Regions from separate parts of the Mus musculus genome. Here region 1 is linked to region 2. A link is a contact called in public HiChIP or PLAC-seq data. All regions are on one chromosome and are shown on one strand. Each heading gives the region's core, a stretch centred on a gene start, on an enhancer-like site or on the middle of the called end of the contact. The rest is flanking DNA. Distances are from core to core; before and after follow the strand shown. Region 1 holds the start of Hmg20b (high mobility group 20B). Region 2 holds the start of Cbarp (calcium channel, voltage-dependent, beta subunit associated regulatory protein).

Region 1 (4,978 bases), core at 16-2,515, 1.2 Mb after region 2:
GCCTAGTCTAGTGGTAGGTCGGCAGATCAAGGGTCAGAACTCTAGAGAACCTACGGGTCCTGCACCAAGACAGCCTCCTAGGGGTGGGGCTGAAGCCACTGACAGGCTAGGCTGGGGTGTGGCCTCTTGCTAGGCAGTGGGAGGATCTTATAGTCTGGATTTGTGAGGTATGTGTTGCTGAGCCAGCGGCCGGCCAGGCTTTTCAGATGGGGACTCACCTCCTCCTCCTGGGGCCCCTTCTCTCCAGCTCGGGAACCCTCGCTGCGCTCCTGCTTGACAGCCACTACAAAGGCCCCGTGCTGGCCCGGAGTCTTGCCTCCCGCAGGTCTTGGGGACAATGGAAACCAGCGTCATCCATCAGTGCCAAAATCATTCCCCCATACCTACCCATCCCCTTCTTGTCATTGGAGATCACAGAAGTATGTGGGAGCACGCATGAGCCTGGAAAAAGGGGGTGGGGACCCAGAGTTTGAGGATCCAAGGATCACAGTAGGCCACTGGCGGGGTGGGGACGGAGGACGAGGTGAGTTGGTCCTGGGGCCTGGGAGGAAGATGAGATAGTGAGGAAGGCCATAGGGTGTCTTGGCAGTTCTACAGGGAGTACAGAAATCCCCGAAGGGTGACAGGACATGGTCAGAAGTTCCTGTAGTGGGGATAAGGTAGGTAGGGTATAGGGACAGGACAGGATCAGGGGTTCCCAAAACAGAGGTACACAGAGGTACCTGAGGATGAGACAGGGTATGTCCAGAGATCCCAGCGTGGACATGGTGTGTTTAGGGGTACCCGAGGGTGGATATAGGGAATGTTTAAGAGTTCCCAAGGATGCAGGACAGGACATGTCCAGGAGTACCCGGGGTGGAGACAGGGCATGACCCCTGGTACTCGAGATGGACACAAGGCATTTCCAGGGGTACCCGACGATGGGGACAGGGCTTATCCAGGGTCGGGACAGGCTGGGGGAGGCGCACTCACGCGGTGGCTGCGCCTGGCTGCCGGGGACCGTGGGACATGGCCACTCCGGGCGGGATCTGGAACAGAAGCCGGCAAAGGTCAGGGGGTCCTGCCTGCCACCTCGATGGGAACCGCAGGGCGATCCCCGGGGGGCCCGGACCGGGGAGGCGGATCCCGGGGCGGGGAGGTCCTCGGGCAGGAGGCCCCGCGATCCTTTGTTGCGAGATCGAGTCCCGGAGGCCGCGCCCCGCAGCCCCCGCCCCGCGCAGGCCCGGACTTCCCGGCTCTTTTCACCTCTGAAAAAACTTTCCCGGGACCTGAGACGCGGCGACGGTCCAACCAAGCGCCCGCGCCCGCTCCGCCCTCATGCTAATGAACCCAAGGATAGCGCTCTAATTGGCTGAGGCCTCCATGAGAGGTGGGGTCATGCAGATTAGTCTCGGCGCGCCGGGCGGTGGTTGGCTGAAGATCTGCGGAGCCGCGTGGGAGGTGCGTCGGCAGGTTGCGGGCGGGTGCGTCAAGTTCGGCTGCGCTCCGGCGCGCTCGGGACCAATCGGAGGCGACTGGCGGCGTGCTGTGGGGCGGAGCTCCTTAAAGGGCCAGTAGTCCCCATTCTGACCGGTGAGCTAGGGTGTGGAGATGGGGACCGGGGATATTCGGCAGAAGAGGCGTTTTTAGTAGGCTTCTAAGGAAGGAGTTAGGTTCCAAAGAGGCACCCCCCGCCCCTGCAGTACGGCCAGGTGTAGTTTTTCTTACTACGTTGAAAAAAAATGGGTCTGGTGAGATTGCACAGCACTTGAAGGTGCTCGCCACCTAGTGGACGACTTGCATTCGGAACCCACAAAGTGGAATGTGAGAATGGTTTTCCAGCAAGTTGTCCTCTGAACTCCACTGTGTGCTGTGCCATGTGCATCACACACAGACCTAAATCAATAAATGAACGTATGCTTTATAAACGGAGGACTGGGGAAATGACCACCAGGCACTGATTTCCCTTCCCGTGGAACCTTGATTTTACTCTCTGACCAAGGGGTACATTGAACCATAGGAGGAGTAACAGGCTGGGAGGCTGACACCTAGATCTGAGATAGAAGCTGGGCTAAGAGCATTTTCATTAAAAAAAAAAAAAAATCATTTTGAAGGTCAGTGCGGACTGACTCAGCAAGCCAAGGGGTTTACAGAGAAACCCAACAACTTGAATTTGATCCGCATTATCCAAATGGAAGAGACAGCACCACACATCTAGGTTGCCAAATGTGATTTTACTCCAGTCTTCTGTAACATCCCACAGTAAAAGAGAAACTGAGAGTTGGTTCTATGGTTAGGAGTGCCTGTTTCTTTTGCAGAGAACCTGGGTTCGATCCCCAGCACCCATTTGTCTGCTAAAAAGTATCTGTAACTGTCCCAGGAGACCTCTTTTTACCCTTTTGAGCATTAGGCAAGCAAACAGGCTTACATGCAGGGAAAATGCTCATAAACGTGAAATAATAGGTGTCAGATCTTGTTACAGATGATTGTGAACCACCATGTGGTTGCTGGGATTTGAACTCCGGACCTTTGGAAGAGCAGTCAGGTGCTCTTACCTACTGAGCCATCTCACCAGCCCAAATAAATCTTTTTAAAAACAAATGATTGAAGATATTGCTCAGTGGTTTAAATAAAACCTGCTGCTCTTCCAGTTCGATTCCTGGTAGCCACACTAAGGGCTGGGAGTGTGGTCAGAGTGGAGCCCCGCCCATAATTCCCCTGGAGGGGTTGGGGCAGGGTTAGGGTGTTTCCATCCCATCATGCACTGCGGTCGTGGGCTCAGTCCTCCCGTGCTGTTTGTAAACTGAAACTCTGTGATGGGGTAATGTTGGCCAGGTGACGCATTGTAATGATAGCATGTGTTTATGGGACCACACACATGCTTACACATGCAGCATGTGCTTATGTCTATCTTAATGGCAGGTGCAAGTGACGCCCCCCAAACTCAACAGGCTGGGGGATTCTGAGCCGCTCCTCTCAAGCAGGTGACAGTTCAGATAGAGCTTCTTAGATAAGGTTAGGCTTGATCAAACTTGGGCTTCCTGTTACAACAGAGATAGAAGAGCATTTGGGTAAAACAATGACAGGCGGCTGTGGGGACCCAGGCACAGGTCAAAGGTTTCTACAGGTGGTCCAGGAAGGGAGCAGCCTGACAGTTACCCTGAACAGAGTCTCAGCCTTCATCACTGGCTGTGAGCTTGGTGTGGGCTCACCTGCCTTTAATGCTACCACTAGGGAGACAGAAGCAGGGGATCTCTGTAAGTTCCAGTCCCCTGTGCTACATAGTGAAAGCCTCTCAGAGACAATTAAAAATAAATAAATAAATAAATAAGAAAGAAGCTGGGAGGTGATGGCACACGCCATTAGTCCCAGCCCTCCAGAGGAAAAGGCAGGTGAATCTCCGCGAGGTCAAGGCCAGCCTGCTCTACAGAGTTTCTCTGTATAGCCCTGGCTGTAGACCAGATTGGCCTCAAACTCAGAATCTGCCTGCCTCTGCCTCCCAAGTGCCAGAATTAAAGGCGTGTGCCACCACTGCCCGGTGTTTATGGTGTTTTTAACTCACCCTGGGAAGCACTAGGGACTGTGGGAAGAGTTGCTGATGAAGGGCTGTCATTTCAGACAGGTGTCTGTGCAGGTCAGGTTGCTGTGAAGGAATGAATGCGCAGCCCTATGGCCCTGAGGCTCAGATAACATGTATCAGCATGTCTGCTCTACAGTTCTTAGTTTTTGGTGGTGGAAATGGAACCTGGGACCTGAGACTGGTCAGGCTTTCTATCTCTGACCACCACGCCCCAGCCCTCTCTTTGGGGGGATACTAGGCAGAGCTTTACCTCTGACCAGGGCCACAGACCCTCACTGAGGAATTTTTAGGCAGGAACCCCACCCCTGAGCCATGTCCAGACCTTTTGTGTTCTTTTTTAAATTTTGTTTTCTGTGTTTTGTTTTGTCTTGTTATATCTATCGCCCAGGGTTTCTTTGTGTAGCCCTGGTTGTCCTGTAGCTCTGTAGACCATGCTGGCCTCGCCCTCACAGGGATCCTCCTGCCTCTCTAGCATGTAGGGATTATAGGGATTAGGGTGTACTCCACTAGGCCCTGCCCTAGATTTTTTTTGGGATTTTTTTGTTTTTGTTTGTTTGTTTGTTTTTTGTTTTTCAAGACAGGGTTTCTCTGTATAGCCCTGGCTGTTCTGGAACTTATTTTGTAGACCAGGCTGGCCTCTGCCTCCCGAGTGCTGGGATTAAAGGTGTGCGCCACCACCCCTGGCCCTAGATTTTTTAAAAAAAGATTTATTTATTATTGTATATAAGTAAACTATAGCTGTCTTCAGACACACCAGAAGAGGCTGCCAGATATCATTACGGATGGTTGTGAGCTACCATGTGGCTGCTGGGAATTGAACTCAGGGACCTTAGGAAGAGCTGTCAGTGCTCTTAACTGCTGAGCCATCTCTCCAGCCTTCCCCCACCCCAGATCTTTTTTATATTTTGATTCAGGGTCTTACTAAGCTGCCCAGGCTAGGTTGAGCTTGCAACCCTCTGCCTCAGCCTCCGGTTAAACTTTAGTGTGTTGTGTGGGAGCAGAGCTCAGTGGCTGAGTGTCTGCCTTGCACACCTCAGGCCCTGTATTCCCCTAACTTCCAACCCCAAATGGCTTCTTAAAACCAGGAGTGATGCCGCACACCTAACTTCAATCCCAGCACTTGGGAGGCAGAGGCAGGTGGGTCACCGTGAGTCTGAGGCCAGCCTGGTCCACAGAGTGAGTTCCAGGACAGCTAGGGCTACTGAGAGATCCTGTCTCGAAAAGCCAGAAAAAACAAACAAACAAAAACAAAACAAAACAAAAAACCCCAAACACCTAAATTAAGTTAAAATGTGGGCTGGAGAGATGGCTCAGCGGTTAAGAGCACTGACTGCTCTTCTGGAGGTCCTGAGTTCAAATCCCAGCAGCCATCCGTAATGAGATCTGACTCCTTCTTCTGGGGTGTCTGAAGACAGCTAC
Region 2 (4,829 bases), core at 457-2,956:
GGGGTGACAGGTTTTTGTTTAATTTCTGAGACAAGGTCTCTCTATGTAGACCAGGCTGGGCTTAAACTCACTAAATACCCACCTGCCTCTGCTGGAGACTGCCATTTGTTTGTTTGTTTTTTGAGACCAGGTCTCACTCTCTAGCCTGGGTTTGGCCTTGAACTTTGCAGCAATCTTCCTGGCTCTGCCCACCATGTGCTGGTGTTCTTTTTAAAGCAGGTCTTTGAAATACACCCATGGCTGACCTGGAACTCTCTCTGTGTATTTTCTATGCAGACCAGTCGGGGTCTGAAATTTGTAGCAATTGGGGCTGGAACCATGGCTCAGGAGTTAAGAGCACTATGGCTCTTGCAGAGGACCTGAGTTGGGTTCCCAGCACCTATACTGAGCTACTCAGAACCACCTGTAATTCTAGCTCCAGAGAGATCTGACACCCTCTTCTGGCCTCTGTGGGCACTTGAAACCACATGTACATACCCCCACACAAAGACATATAAATAGGTAAAAATTTAAAAATAACTCTAGTAATTCTCCTGCCTCAGCCTTGCTTAGACCTCGATATTGATACTTACTCTACTCTCCACCCTGCCAGCCCATACCAAGAGACCTGAGCCAGGATCCCCAGCTTTCATCACCAAGCTGCTGTGACCTCCCCCTGACTTCTCTCACCGGCGGCCCTTGTCCTGAGCCTTGCGGCTCTGTTCAAACAGGGCAGCCTCGTTGAAGGACACGCGGCGGCCGGTGGAGCTGGTGGCTAGGAAGCGCTCTGTTTCGGTGTCCTGGCCCTCGGGGTCTTCCCCCCTGCAGTCGGGGTCTGTGAGGAGAGCCAAGAGAGGGTGGGCCCGGGGTGGGCCGCGCGTGTCTGGCTGCCAGGCAGGCCGCTGGGCGGGGTGGGCTGGGAGGGGGGCACGGGCCGAGTGAGGGCAGGACGGGGCGGGCTGGGCGGGGCGGCGGGCACTCGCTCATCCGCTCACACACTCACTCGCTCTCAGCACGCGCCTGTGCGCACCTACGCCTGGGCGTTAAGGAAACAGAGATGAGTCGGACTCGAACTGCGCCCAGTCTGGTGGGGGAGACAGACAGACAGACCGTCAGGCGGCCCGAGGGGGCGGGCAGGGGGCCGAGGGGTGGGGCGCGGCGGGAGGCACAGTCAAGTGCAGCTAGGGGTGCTGCAAGCCGCGCGGGCCCCTCACCTTGTATAGGGTGGGTGCCGTTGTCCAGATAAGTAGTGGTGGTCTTCTCTGCTTCCTCCATGGCCCTGAGGAAGAAAGGGGAAGAAGAGTGAGCAGGAATGGGGCGTCTCCACTCTGAGGCTCTGCAAGCGCGCCTGGGCATGTGTCAAGTGGTTCCCAGGACAAGCACCTGTTGAAGCGCTGGTGCACCTCCCAGCAGCGTTTGCAGAGCAGAAGAACGCCAGACAGCACCACCAGCGTGCCTCCAACGAACAGCGACATCACCACCACCAGCAGCACATAGTTGTCCAAGATGGGGTCAGGCTCCGCCTGAGTCGGGGTTGAGTGCACAGGGCGGGGCATGTCAGGGCTCCACCGCAGAGTGGGGTTTCCATCCCACCTCTACCCCCAGTCTCCAGGAGTCACCCAACCCACCGTGGGGCGGCTGGTGGCATTGTCCCACGAAGTCGTCAGGGCAACAGTGGCGGTAGTGGCGGCCGCTGTGGCCATGGTGGCCGTGGGCTGCATTTTGAGGCTACAAGTAGGGCATAGAGCCAGCTCAGGTTCAGCTCTGCCGGCCCCTCCCCACAAGAGCCCCTGCAAGTCAGCCCCTACGTCCCCGTGCAGCAGCAGCAGCCGCCGTCACTGGGGTGACTCATGGACAGGTGGGGCCGAGTCTTACAATGTGAGTGCCCCCCCAACTCCCCATCCCCGCAGGGGTGCCTGGAGCCAAGGCTCCCCCCCCCCCCCACACACACACACGCCAGGACCTCTCTTTCGCCATCTTTATCACATAAAAGGTGTCATCGCGCTTGCGCAGCACTGTGTGTGTGTGTGTGTGTGTGTGTGTGTGTGTGTGTGTGTGTGTGTGTGTATGTGTGTGTGTAAATGTGGCTTTCCCAAATGCCAACCACCTCCCTGGCTGGCTGGGGTGGCCAGACCGGCAAGGTAGCGCAGCCATGCCCAGGAAAGGGAAAGCACCCTTGGAGGAACAAACACATGACGCCTCCACAGCATACTCAGGCAACATCCCAGGTGTCCTTCTTGTCTCAGGGTCTCATGGTGCAGAAAAGGAATTGAAGGTAGTGCACCTAAGGTGTGGGCGGGGCTGTACTAATGATTCCCCCACCCCCAGTCACGACTCGATAGGGAAAGGTCCTTGTTCCCCACACTGGTGGGAGTGCAAAGGACAAAAGACGCTCATCTGTTCCTGGCCTGAAAATTTTGGTTCCCATGGCGACGGTGCGCAGGGCCGCGCAGTGGCGGGGGGGGGGGGGGGGGCTGTTGCCAAGCAGAGGGAGGCGGGCGGGGGCGCGGGGGAGGCCGCCCACAGGGGCGCCCCAAGGCTTGGCCAAGATGGCTGCTCACCAGGCCTCTGCCAGAAGCGTGGAGAAACTGAGGCTAGGGCACATCATGGGGTGGGGTGGATTCAGAAGGGGCTTGTTAAAACTGCACCTGACTCAGTCCGGGAATGAAGATGATTCTGGAGTAATAAAGGCCATTTTGGCCATCCATCCCTACTTCCCACACCAGCGTGAGCATGCAAACCCCTTTCCCATGGAAGAAGAGCCCGCAGGCTCCACCGTCACCAGTGTTTTTCAGACTGGATGGTGGAGGAGTTGTGGGGCGAAACCTGAATAAACGATGTACCCCCCCCCAGAAGGCTACGTTTCCTCAGCGCACCCAGGCAGAGAGCAGCGGGCATCAATTTTGGTGGGTGGCATGGGGCGCATACGTAGGTCGGGAAATGAATTCAGGCTGGAGGGGGTGGGGCATGGTGAGGATGGTAATGAGAGGTGGGGGAGGAAGATGGCTGGAGACCCAAGGCGAGGAAGGCGGGGTCATGAGAGCCAGCGAGAACGCAAGCCTAGACATGGAGTCCCCACAGAACGTCCACCAGGCCCCCCAAGTAGGATACGGTGCGGAAAAGCGCAGAGAACGCGACGCCAGGCTCGTGAGGATCCAGGAGGCCAAGGCGACAACGCTCTCGCCCTGTCACTAGGGTAAACTGAGGCCAAGGGCAGGCATGGGCTGGCTCCCTCTCGGGGCTGCGGGCGGTGGGCGGGGTGCAGGGCCGCTCAGGCCGTTCCCACGCTCCGCTCCCTTCCCGGAGCCGCGCGCGACAGGACCAGTGGGCCAGGGCGGACCCTGGAACTGGTCGCCATCCCCTGGCCGCGCGCATTCGCCCGCCCGTCCCCGCCCGGCCCCGTGCGCCAGGGCCCGCCGCGCCTACCTCAGCGCCGGGGCGTGCGGCCCATGGGCGGCGGGAGGGCGGGCGGCAGATACACGGCTCTCCCGGTTGGCTCTGGAGCTCGGTGGCCGCGGAGCCGACGGAGAATTTATGAATGGGGAGAGCAGCGCACGGGGGAGGCGCGCAGGAGAGGTGGGGCCGCGCACGTGACCGCGTTGGCGGTGCTCCCGCTCCGGCCCCTGGCTCTGTGCACCCGGTAACCGCCCGGTCCCGCAGCCTGACCGCCCCCGCCGCTCTCGCCGCCGCGTCTGGCTCGCACTGCGATGGCCACCGCCTCCCCTTCCCTTCCGGCGGGGGCGTGGGGCGGAGCCTGAGCTCCCGCGCCCCCTCCCGCTGTAGCGCAGTCCCGCCCCCCTCACCCCTGCACGACTCAGCCTACCTGGTGCTGCAATGTCCCAGAACCCGGTGCGGGCGGGGCGCATTACGCCCCTAAGCTAACGCGGGTATCTCAGGTCTCTGGGACCCTCAACTATCTAGTTTGTCACCTGCCACTCCAGATGTGCAATTCCAGTTTGCATATCCCCTTGGTTTACAAGCCATGAGATATAGGTACATCCCCATCCCCACTTGCATGTTTTTCTTTTATGCTGCTCTTTGGCAGGTTCCTTTATGGGTCCAGCAGATAGCCAGTGCTGTAAAACACCTACTGGGAACTTGCCCTCAGAACTGTGATGGTCCCGCACACCTGCATTTGTAAGGTGAAATCAAGTGGATCAGGAGCGCAAGGTCAACCTCAGCTACACAGAATTCTAGGCCAGCCTGAGCAGCACAAGACCCCTTCTCAAACAAGAGAACTGTAGTGAAAGAGCTGAGCAAACTAAGGTACCTGCGGCCGAGCCCAAGCAGCCATGTTTCATCCCTCAGTCCCGAATAGGAAAGGAAGAGTGCCTCCCCTCACAAGTTGTCCTTTGACACCCAAAGATTTGCTATCCCCTTGCCCACTAACTAAATGAATGTAATAACATTTAAACTTGCATCCATAGAGGTCTGTTATGGAATGATCCATACCTTATAACTCCTTCCACTTGCAGACAGTTCTCTTCCCGGTGGTGCCTGGGTTCGAACCCAGGGTCAGTCTCATTATAAGAGCCTATGCACCAGGCGTGGTGGGGCACGCCTTTAATCCTAGCACTGCGGAAGCAGATGCAGGTGGATCTCTGAGTTCGAGGCCAGCCTGGTCTACAGAGTGAGTTCCAGGACAGCCAGGGCTACACAGAGAAACCCTGTCTCGAAAAACCAAAAAAAAAAAAAAAGAGCCTATGCTCCCAGACCATACCTGCTTATTCCCTGCTTGGCCACACAGTCAAATAAGTGTCATCATGAAGGTGGGTCGCTTACACTGACTTCCAGGACACCATCCTCCTTTTCATTTCAGTGAAGGGGATTAATCCACAGACCCGAGGCTG

The links. HiChIP or PLAC-seq counts read pairs in DNA pulled down with a chosen protein or histone mark.
Region 1: a contact with region 2 is called in an HNF4G HiChIP or PLAC-seq map of pancreatic cancer cells. The contact joins the promoter of Hmg20b here to the promoter of Cbarp in region 2. A contact is called at or near these places in 5 of 39 promoter capture datasets (erythroid cells, hippocampal neurons, liver and 1 more), 1 of 484 Hi-C or Micro-C datasets (B cells), 2 of 115 datasets of contacts at active chromatin or transcription factors (embryonic stem cells and pancreatic cancer cells) and 2 of 9 other capture datasets (liver and macrophages).

What each region holds. Positions count from the first base shown.
Region 1 is chr10:81,349,162-81,354,139 of GRCm38.p6, forward strand. It overlaps Hmg20b (high mobility group 20B), which reads right to left and starts at 1,266. Exons shown (of 9, transcript NM_010440.3): 1 at 973-1,266; 2 at 219-327. The coding sequence starts at 1,010.
Region 2 is chr10:80,135,681-80,140,509 of GRCm38.p6, forward strand. It overlaps Cbarp (calcium channel, voltage-dependent, beta subunit associated regulatory protein), which reads right to left and starts at 1,707. Exons shown (of 9, transcript NM_001195268.1): 1 at 1,608-1,707; 2 at 1,363-1,502; 3 at 1,194-1,258; 4 at 670-814. The coding sequence starts at 1,700. It also overlaps a transcript of Atp5d not described here.